3 separate regions of the Zea mays genome follow, and regions 1 and 3 are each linked to region 2. The links are chromatin contacts, called in public Hi-C maps. All regions are on one chromosome and are shown on one strand. Each heading gives the region's core, a stretch centred on a gene start, on an enhancer-like site or on the middle of the called end of the contact. The rest is flanking DNA. Distances are from core to core; before and after follow the strand shown.

The links. Hi-C and Micro-C count contacts between places; a contact is called where the count stands out from the background.
Region 1: a Hi-C map of leaf shows a contact between it and region 2, with 5 times the contacts expected there. The contact joins the promoter of LOC103645723 here to the promoter of LOC542276 in region 2. A contact is called at or near these places in 2 of 25 Hi-C or Micro-C datasets (both in leaf) and 1 of 3 datasets of contacts at active chromatin or transcription factors (seedling).
Region 3: a contact with region 2 is called in a Hi-C map of ear, with 4 times the contacts expected there. The contact joins the promoter of LOC103644298 here to the promoter of LOC542276 in region 2. A contact is called at or near these places in 4 of 25 Hi-C or Micro-C datasets (bundle sheath, ear, endosperm and 1 more).

Annotation. Positions count from the first base shown.
Region 1 is chr1:303,130,820-303,133,784 of Zm-B73-REFERENCE-NAM-5.0, forward strand. It overlaps LOC103645723 (lysine--tRNA ligase, chloroplastic/mitochondrial), which reads right to left and starts at 1,481. Exons shown (of 14, transcript XM_020547036.2): 1 at 951-1,481; 2 at 639-851; 3 at 302-413. The coding sequence starts at 1,178. It overlaps LOC100283145 (glycine-rich RNA-binding protein 8), which reads left to right and starts at 2,390. Exons shown (of 2, transcript NM_001156047.2): 1 at 2,390-2,504; 2 at 2,942-2,965. The coding sequence starts at 2,394.
Region 2 is chr1:302,964,155-302,967,458 of Zm-B73-REFERENCE-NAM-5.0, forward strand. LOC542276 (ferredoxin 3) reads left to right here and starts at 1,705. Exons shown (of 2, transcript NM_001349483.1): 1 at 1,705-1,987. LOC100384139 (Galactose oxidase/kelch repeat superfamily protein) reads left to right here. Exons shown (of 17, transcript NM_001176719.1): 15 at 120-189; 16 at 330-422; 17 at 540-1,018. The coding sequence ends at 389.
Region 3 is chr1:303,190,992-303,194,024 of Zm-B73-REFERENCE-NAM-5.0, forward strand. LOC103644298 (elongation factor 2) reads right to left here and starts at 1,726. Exons shown (of 3, transcript XM_008667506.3): 1 at 1,563-1,726; 2 at 322-460. The coding sequence starts at 412. LOC103644300 (L-aspartate oxidase, chloroplastic) reads right to left here. Exons shown (of 1, transcript XM_008667507.2): 1 at 2,637-3,033. The coding sequence ends at 2,858.

The DNA.
Region 1 (2,965 bases), core at 231-2,730, 170 kb after region 2:
CCATTACACTAGAGGCCCTTTCGCTATCATCAGATATGTAGTACTAAGAACTCACTTAGATCCAAACAAAACAAATTCCTTAGAATCTAAACAAAAAATGGTAAAAGAATGAGAATCTCAACAGCAAAGTTAAGGTTCAATGCTTGCTCGGCCAACTTAAGAATGATGCTATATACTGATTCTAAGGAAATTACTGTAGAAATATTCTTCTGGAAATTGATATCTCATTCTCATGCTTCAAATTTTAACTGAGCACAGACCAATGAAACTACAGACGAACAGAATATGAGTTATAATGAACCTTTCTCTGTCTTTTTAATGGATCCACTTGCACCTAATATATCACCAATATCAATAAACGCCTTTAGTTGCTCAAATTGGTCCTCCGTAAGGCTGTCTTTCTCACAATAAAGCTAACACAGCCAAAAGAAAGAAAAACTCAGAAACACATAATCAGTACCAAACAAACTACCATACTTCTGTAGCTACTAATAACAATAAATACAACTGAAAACAGCAGATAGCTCAGCTGCTATGTGCAGATGGCTTACAAGGACAACATTATCAAGTAGCATATCCACATCAAATCAGATTCTAAGGAGAGAGCAAGATAAGACAAGTCAGTTGAAAGATCAGACCTGCACAGTCCCCGCATCATCTCTTACAGTCATAAAAACAAGCTTTCCAAATGCTCTTCGGGCAACAATCCGGCCAGCAACGGACACCGACACGTCCTCGCAGACTTCACCGTTCATAAGATGAGTGTACTGTTCCTGAAGCGCCTTGGTCGTGTGAGTCCTGTCCCACCTGTACGCGTACGGCTCATAACCCTTCCCTCTGAGCTCATCAACCTTGCATTCAGAAAACCAGCGATCCGAAGCTTGTCAGTACAGCACGGACCGAAAATAGACGCACCAAACAATGTAGAGCTAAAAACGCGACAAGGATACTTTTTTGAGGCGGATGGCGCGGATGGAGTCGCGGTCGGAGGTGGAGGCGGATGAGGAGGCACTACGGCGTCGGCGGTCCTGAGGCTGCGCCGGCGGGTTCGTGGTGGCGGCGGCCGCGGAGCAGCAGCGGATACGGAGGCCAAGGGGCCTTGAAGCGGAGGCGGCGGCGCGGGAGGCCGCGAAGCCGATGAGATTGGAGGAGGCCCTCCACGCCCGCAGCGCCTCCATTGCTCCGGGCAGGGGGGCTGAACGAATGAGCGGGTTTGTCTGGTGGCGCCCGCAGCTCCGCACGTGCTCGCCGCCGCGGCAGGATAGGGAGACGGCGGCCGCGGGAGCGAGGATAGGGCCGTCTAGCTGCTGGCGGCTGAGGTGGCCCCGAAACCCACCCGACCGTGAAGCGTCGACGGCCCTGGACCAATCCGGCCTTCCTATCGGCCGTGGGCCAACTCAGCCTGCCCGCGGCCCATTCTGGCTGGGTGACGCCTGACGCGTCCAAGCCGCGCCAACGGAATATGCCGTGCGCGTTGCGGCCAGCCCGCTTGTCCCCCGGGCGGGTCCCGCCTGTCGCGCGAACCAGGGAAATATCTACATCTCGTCTGCGCCGCCGCTGGGATTTATTAGGGTTCTACTTCTAGCCCGGGCCGACTCCACTCCAATCCAATCCTGGGGCGGGCGACTGCCTCCTTCCCTCGATCTATTCTCCATCTTGTCCTCCCTTTGCTAAAAATAACGAGGCAGAGGCATCTTCGATTTGACGTGCGCTTCCTCTTCCTCGCTCGCTCTCGGTCGCAGGTACCTACGTCCTGTTCTTCATCGCTTATGGATTTCTTTACGCGTAGTAGGTAGTAGATCTCTCTTTGCTCGATCTGTTTTCGTTTTGTAAGATTCATTCACGTCTGCGCTGTGGCTCTATTCAGATTTGGTCGTGATTTCTGGGTTTGACCAGCGTAAGCATCGGCCCCGATCTGGATTCTGGAGCTTGACTATATCTCCTTTTATTTTTTTTTTATTTTGTACTATCTAACATAGATTTTGCGTCTAACAATCATTAAGTTACACGCACGCATGATTATATTTGAAGTTTAACCTTGCCGTGTTGTGGTTATGTGCACTTCTGAGCACATTATGTACTGAATTCTGCAAATTAGTAAAGGACTATAAACTGTAGAGTCAACTTCGGTTAGGGTACGCTAATAACATGCCCGAGAACGTGTATTTCCTTAAGAGGAAGTTCTTTTGCTTATAAATACTCTTTGTGCCTTTGTTTCTCGGAGGTGCTGCTTTTCTAAAATAAATATCACAGCTTTAGTGATCAGTGATTATTGACTAGGTTACCTGTAACCACCACAGAATCTGCAGTGATCTCTCTTGGTAGCTCTAGCTCTGGCTTCCTGCAACCCTACTTACTTATAAGGTGTATATATTTGTTTATCTGTTCTAGTGATGGCTGATGTCGACGAGTACCGTTGCTTCATTGGGAACCTGTCCTGGTCAACGACTGATGAAAGCCTCAAGGATGCGTTCAGCAAATTCGGCAACCTCACTGAGGCAAAGGTGACGTGAATAACTTCTCATCTTTAGTTTTGCCATGAGCATGATAACACCATAGATTGTGTTGACACCTGTTGCTTAGGATAGTGTTTTATTCTTTTTATGACATGTCAAAAAAATTCTTGTGTTACGTTGAATATTGGTATACTGCATTTTTTGTCTCCAAAGAATCTTAAATCTAACTGATTTGCCCAGGCACATCTTTTCTTCCTACTCTATATCCAAAAAAGCGCCATAAAGATATTTATGATGTTCTATTCCTGTCTGCATGGATTCTCTAGGCAATATTTTTTACTCTGAATGGTCAAAAAAATAGCTCGATGTCTCTTAGCATACATCCATTCTCGCTACAATTTTCTTTGTGTTCTATTGTAATATTGTTATATAGCATGGTCTCTTATGTATGGTTGCTTTAATTTTGTTTTTCTGGTGATATGCAGGTGGTTCTTGACAAATTTTCAGGA
Region 2 (3,304 bases), core at 455-2,954:
AAAATGGCCACTCTTCATTATCCAATCTTGAACTTGTCCGTTAAAGGCTTAAAGCAAAATACCTTTTAGCAATCTTTCTGCACCTATAGGATTTCATTTTCTTGTTGCAACAACTACAGGGGAAATTCATTGCCAGCTTTTCGTGAAATGGAAGCTCTCCGTTTTTTCCATCTAAAAAGTGCTTCACAGGTATGGATAGTAGGGAATTTAATTTAGTCATCCACCACAAACAACCTACAATCAATTGAGGATATCTGTGTACAATGCAGTCTCTTCTTTTTCATTCTCTTTATGAGTTATCGCAATGTTGTATGTGTGATATACCGCAGTTGCGCATGGATGACATTCCCGTCCTGTTGAGCGAGTATGGAAGGCTGCTTTCAACATGAGATGGTGTCTTGCAAGCTGTGCCCTCCTGCTTGGTATGTGCTCTTGAGCGTCACCGCTGTGTTAGGCTGTTAGGACATCATTTTCTGCTTGCGGTGCGGAACTGTTTCAGCTTTTGGTCTCACACATGTCATCTTCACTCTTTGCTTCAGGTCCTAACAGAACTTCTGCTCCATGTAATTTGCGGAGAACTTTCTGCCTGACAAAAGCACACCCGTGGAGCCATTCCTTGCCATCAGTTGGTCTGTTAGTGCAAGTCATAGTCGTAGCAGCGATAGCGCACTGAGCTGAATTCCTTTTTCTTTTGAGGACTGGACGCAGACGCACACATATTTCGTGCAGCCTGGCTGGGCGCTGGAATGGGGTCATGGTCATGGGCTCATGGCCATCCACACGTGGTTAGGCCTAGCTTAGGCGAGGAGCTGGGCGGCGTGGCAAACTTGGCAGGCCGCCCATGGTCGCGTGGAATTCCAAGAAAACGGGGTTTTGTGTGATGTGAGGCTGGAAACCTGGGGGGTCAGCAGCACATGTTTCCAGTCTATTGCACTCCCTCTGACCGAAAGGGCGCTGCACTGCAATTTTATTTTACTACCTTTGTTCAAAAATAATGGGCGTCTCCTTTTCAGATGTCAATCAGTTTCAACTTTGATTAGATTTAGTAAAAAAATCTAACATTTGTTGGATCGTATTAAATATTAGTACTTTTATGTGTATATTTGATCACGTTTAAGATTAGTTGACCTTTAAAAACGACACGCTTATTATTATTATTATTATTATTTGTAAAAATATGGAAAAGAAAACGGAGGCGGCGAGGCGCCCCCTGCACGCCGGTCGCACATTCAAACGCATGTGCTCGTTGCCGTTGTCCATGCGTGTACATATAGAACAACAACAACAAAGGTGTGGAAAATGCCGTCTGCGGCTCTCCAATCGAACGACACTAGTGGACTTCCGAACAAGAACAGCTAGATTGATGCACAACCCCGTAAGAAAACATTACGGTGTCGCACGATCACGCGTTCCGGCTCTCCCCGTACATTTCGCATGCCTTTGGTGACATGTTAGTAATAGATCCAGTTGAACTACCATAAATCCAGTTTCTTTTTAAAAATATAGGTGAAAATAGTTAGGTTCGGTTGAACTAGCTATGCCAGACCACGGGCACGGGGTACTGTCCGCAGGCGAGGGTTCGTCAGGCCCAAGTGAGCGTGGCCTAGTCCTCGCTGTCCCAGGCCCAGGTGGAACCGGGTGTCCGTCCGGGCAGTTCCAGAACCTTCCTCCTCTCCGATGCGATCGGAAACGCGAGCCAGCCGAAACTGGAAACCACCACCAACCCCACCCGGCCGGCAGGCGGGGCGGGGGGCCGCACCCGGATTCCATCCCACCCGACCGCGCCCCATTAAAAACGAGGGCTCGGCCGCCGCCTCGGCCGCCCACTCCCAGAGGCTCTTCTCCTCCTCGCCTCCTCTCCCTAGTCTCCACGACGCAAGGGAGAGTGACGGAAAGCGACGCGGCGCGAGCGAGGAGGGCCAAGGCGAAGAGGGGAAGCACCGCACCAGGACCCTTGTTCGCCGCCGCCGCCTCTGATCTCCGCGAGGTACCTGCCTCTTGCCTTGCTGGTGGGTTTTGTCTGTAGGGTGGTAGGATCTCTCTCTCTCTCTCTCTCTCTCTCTCTCTCTGCTCTCCGGCCCTAGGTGGTGTGGGTGTTGGTCTGCCTGCTCGCCTTCGCGGGTTTCTTAGCGGGGCGATCTCGGGACTCTTAAGTCCAGTGGATGGATGGTGGGATCTCGCGTTATTTTCTCCCTGCCTTGTTTTCGTGAATTCCTAAGTAAGACTAAGAACTCAGAACCAAACCAAAGAGAATTACTGCTGGCGGAGCTGGTCCGTGCGTAACTTCAGGTTTCCGTTATTTCCGCGTGTAATTACCGCCTCGAATCCTCGATCCTGTGGTGGTTTTAGTGTTCATGGGATTGGGAAGGACCTGTTTAAGAGCTGTGCATGTGCAGTGAATCTCGCTTGCTTTGGTGGTCCTTGTCCGGGTAATTTTTGCAGTGAACCATCTAGCGGATTGTTCTACTTCTATGAAGTCAGGCAGAAAAAAAAACTAAATAAATTACCGATGTTTGGTTTACCCGATTCCCCTGGAGCCTGAGTGAGGAGCGGGGAGCATTAGCGATGCCTGCCTTTTTCATACCGCTCCACAGATTAACCCTACTTTTTATGGAGGGAAGAATGGATGGCGTGTGCCCATTCTCCTCCTTGGTAGAAATACTATTGGGATACATCAGCAGCCCCTGTCTGTGTCTACTGTCTATAAAAGGCCAGGTGGGGTTTATGGGAGCCCGTTAGCTGTACACGTGGTCAGTGAATATGGTAGTTCTTGTCCAGCGGATTTTTACGAAAATCATCTATAGGATTGTTCTGTGAAGTTCTGCCGACTTTTTTTTTTAAAACCTATGGGTGGCTTACTGATTTCCATGGAGCTTCAAGTGAAGGGTGGGGAGCACTAGCTATGCCTGCTTTTTTCATACCGCTCGACAGATTAACTCTATTCCTTCTCATGGAGGGGATGGATGCCATGTGCCCATTCTCCTTTTTGGTAAAGTCGTAAAGATACCATTGGGATACATCAGCAGCCTTTGTGTCTTTGGATTGTGTTAGTAGTACTATTACCTATGTGTAGTGAACAAAGGGAGCCAGTTTATGAGGTGTTGAGATTTCTGACCAAGAGGCGGATTTGGGATTTATGGGAGCCTTTCAATGAATCTATTCTAGTTCGGTGCTTCTTGCCCAGGGAATTTTACAATAAATCATCAAGCAAATTGTTTTATAAAGTTCTGCAGAAAAATAAGATAAAATGGAACTGTGTGTGGTTTACTGATTTCCCTGGAGCATCAAGTGAAGGGCAGGGAGC
Region 3 (3,033 bases), core at 476-2,975, 230 kb after region 2:
CAAGAAAAAACATCAGCTGTAAAGCACAATAAGAGCTTAAATATCGAAAACAATAACACACTAGTATATTACAATAAAAAACATAGAGTCAACAGATTATATATATATATATAATACAATACCTAGAGAAACCAATACACTAAATGCAAGGTGAAAAAACAATAAGCCTCATTCGTACATGGGATAAATATCGGTGAATATAGCCATGTAGTACATACTGCAGCATGAATAGAAGCATCGGCAATCAAGAACAGTACAAAGCTTAAATATTGAAACAGAACAATTGACATCAAAATGTCTTGGGCAGTGTTCTGAACCTACCATGGTCCACATGAGCAATAACAGACATGTTACGAATGTTGTTCTTTTTGTCCATGATGGCACGGAGCTCTTCAGCTGTGAACTTCACCATCTTGACTCCTTATGAAGATCACACTACCAATACCAATATTTATTCCTGCTGCGAAGGTATGAGTGTGTTAGTAATGTGAAGGTGTGAGTATATTAGTGAGAATTTACACAGAAACATGAGAACAAACTAAACTGAAAACTCTGAAATCAGTAGCAAATAAGTTATTAACCACTATAGTTGTCAGGAACCAAAGATACATAGAAATTATTAACAAGTATTATTTGCAAGGATACATTATTCCACTGTTTACACCACACTTCACAGGATTGTAAGCGAAAAGGCTAATAAAAAGTGAAGTGAAAATCATGTGTCTTAGATGTACTCAGGGTGCAGTCTCGTTAAACTAAGATCTGCAATCAGGACACCACAGCTTATGTTCTGTAAAACAACTAATAATAGGCACGAAATAATTAAACAATAGCAATTCGGGTTCGAGGCGACAGGCGACTACGTAGCATATTATATGTATGTACGGATATGGACACAATATCAGAAGGATGCTGGTATTTCTGTGAAATAATTGGTATTTTGTCACTTGAAACGTTGCCTCCTTGTTATAATCTATGAATTATGGGTCAATCTGTGTCTATGAAACATGGGTCCGATAGCAATTTTACGAGGGAACGTATCTGTTGCTCAAAGGGGTACGGTGCTCATGTGCACATTTTAAATCTGGTGGATCCATCTTGTATTCAACGACACCAGCAATTTTACGAAGAACCCCTCCCACCAGGGGAAGAAGGTGGAAGGGGTTCTTCACAAAATTGATGCTGCTGTTAGATGTGAAATGAATGCACCAGATTTAAAATGTGCGCATGAGCACCGTACCCCTTTGAGCACCAGATACGTTCCCATTTTACGAAGGTGTTTCGTTATAATAGTAAATATCAGATTCTCCCATATACTTTTTTCCCCAGAAAACATCATACGGAGACATGGCGGGAAGATTAAAATTGCCCTATATTCTAAAAGCAGTTGCAACAAAGCAGGAACATAAAAATCGCCATATATTCAGCAATGAGATCGTTCCGTTTTGCTCTCTTCCATATATGCAAACCAGCCAAGGTTGACTTAGTGTAGCGGCTGGATCCCCGTCCATGGGACAGAAGAAACTAGCCGCCGACATGCAATCAGCTTGTAGTCGATTTACCTGGGCTGCCAGAGCTCGCTGCCGGCGCCGGATCTCGTCGCAGACGCGGAGGCGGGCAGGCAGCTGCTGCGGAGTGATGGATGACTGGGGGAGGGATGACGGAACACGGGAAGTAACCCGAGATAGGTTTTGCTGTGCTCTTTTCATATTTAACATGTCGGCTGCACATAAACTTTGGTGCATATAGAGTTTACATAAACTAAAGAAGTTTAAAAAATAAAAAAATCATATATATTCTTACTATCTTACTCTAATCTCTACTACTTATTAAGGCTGTAAGCGTAGCCTGCCGTTCTGCCTTCGTTCAATCTGGATCGTCCATCGCTGTTGTTCAATCTGGATCCTCCTCACCCCGCCCCATCCGCGCGCAAAAAATCTACACAAGCTGATAATACCAAGAGCTGATTACACGAGCTGACTGCTTCCTCTGTAGCAGCATGGTTTATAAGTTGCTACCGCTATCTTTGGCTGAGCGATATGGTACATTATATTTGTGCCACGGTAGCCTACTTGGTTGCGTTATTTAGTTAACGTACGCGGCCCATCTATCAAATAAATTCCATAAGGCCCATGTAGGAAAAACTTCATCCCGCATGCAGTCGCGCGGCGGCTCTCCTCGAGGAGCTTTTTGGAACCGTGATATCTCGAATACTAGGCTTCTGAAGATTGGTATCCCGAACAGAGCAATTGGAAATGTAGTATTATAATTCATTGAACTTCGAAATTGTAGTATCTGCGTCACATTTAGCCCAGTAATCCTCGTTTTTATGGCATTCCGTTTGTTACAACGGATCTACGGGCGCTCCTCTCCCCGAGCGCTGCTCTCCCTGGGCGATCCAGCTCTCCCCGACGAGCGCTCCTCCTCGACGACCGCTCCTCCAGGGACGAGCTTGCTCTCTTGATGCTTTCTGCTTTTCAATTCAGTCTCTGCAGGTGGGTGCCGATGGTAACTTCTTCTTTTGCCGTTTCAGGTGCTAGCATACCTTCTGATATCGTCATCAGCAACTGCTCGAGCAAGTGATTTGACTGAGAACTGGGGGAGCGATTCCTTCCCGAACATGGCGAACTGCTCGAGCATGACATCACAATGGTCATCAGTTGGTGTGCAATCAGCCAATCACCACATACATATACTACGGATCAAGGTTCATAAACCATAATGCAGCTCCAACAACACCGTTTACAAGTTGCAACAGCTGGAACTGGCAAGAATTGCAAAGATACGCAGGCTACTACAGCCTAACTATCTGGATTTTGTGTATGCTGTTAACTGAGAGTTCTTAAAAATTAATGAATTAACGAATCCCCAAGGCCCAGCCGGATGAACTGCATGCATTGTCATCTGCTTGCAGCTGCCTCTGCAACGGCTTGGAGCTCCACGTGAGCTCCTGCACGGCGGCCGGGAAGATGACCGTAGGTTTCCTCCTGCTCTCCTCCAGGTACGGGAAGTCCTCGGTGAAGTGCAGGCCGC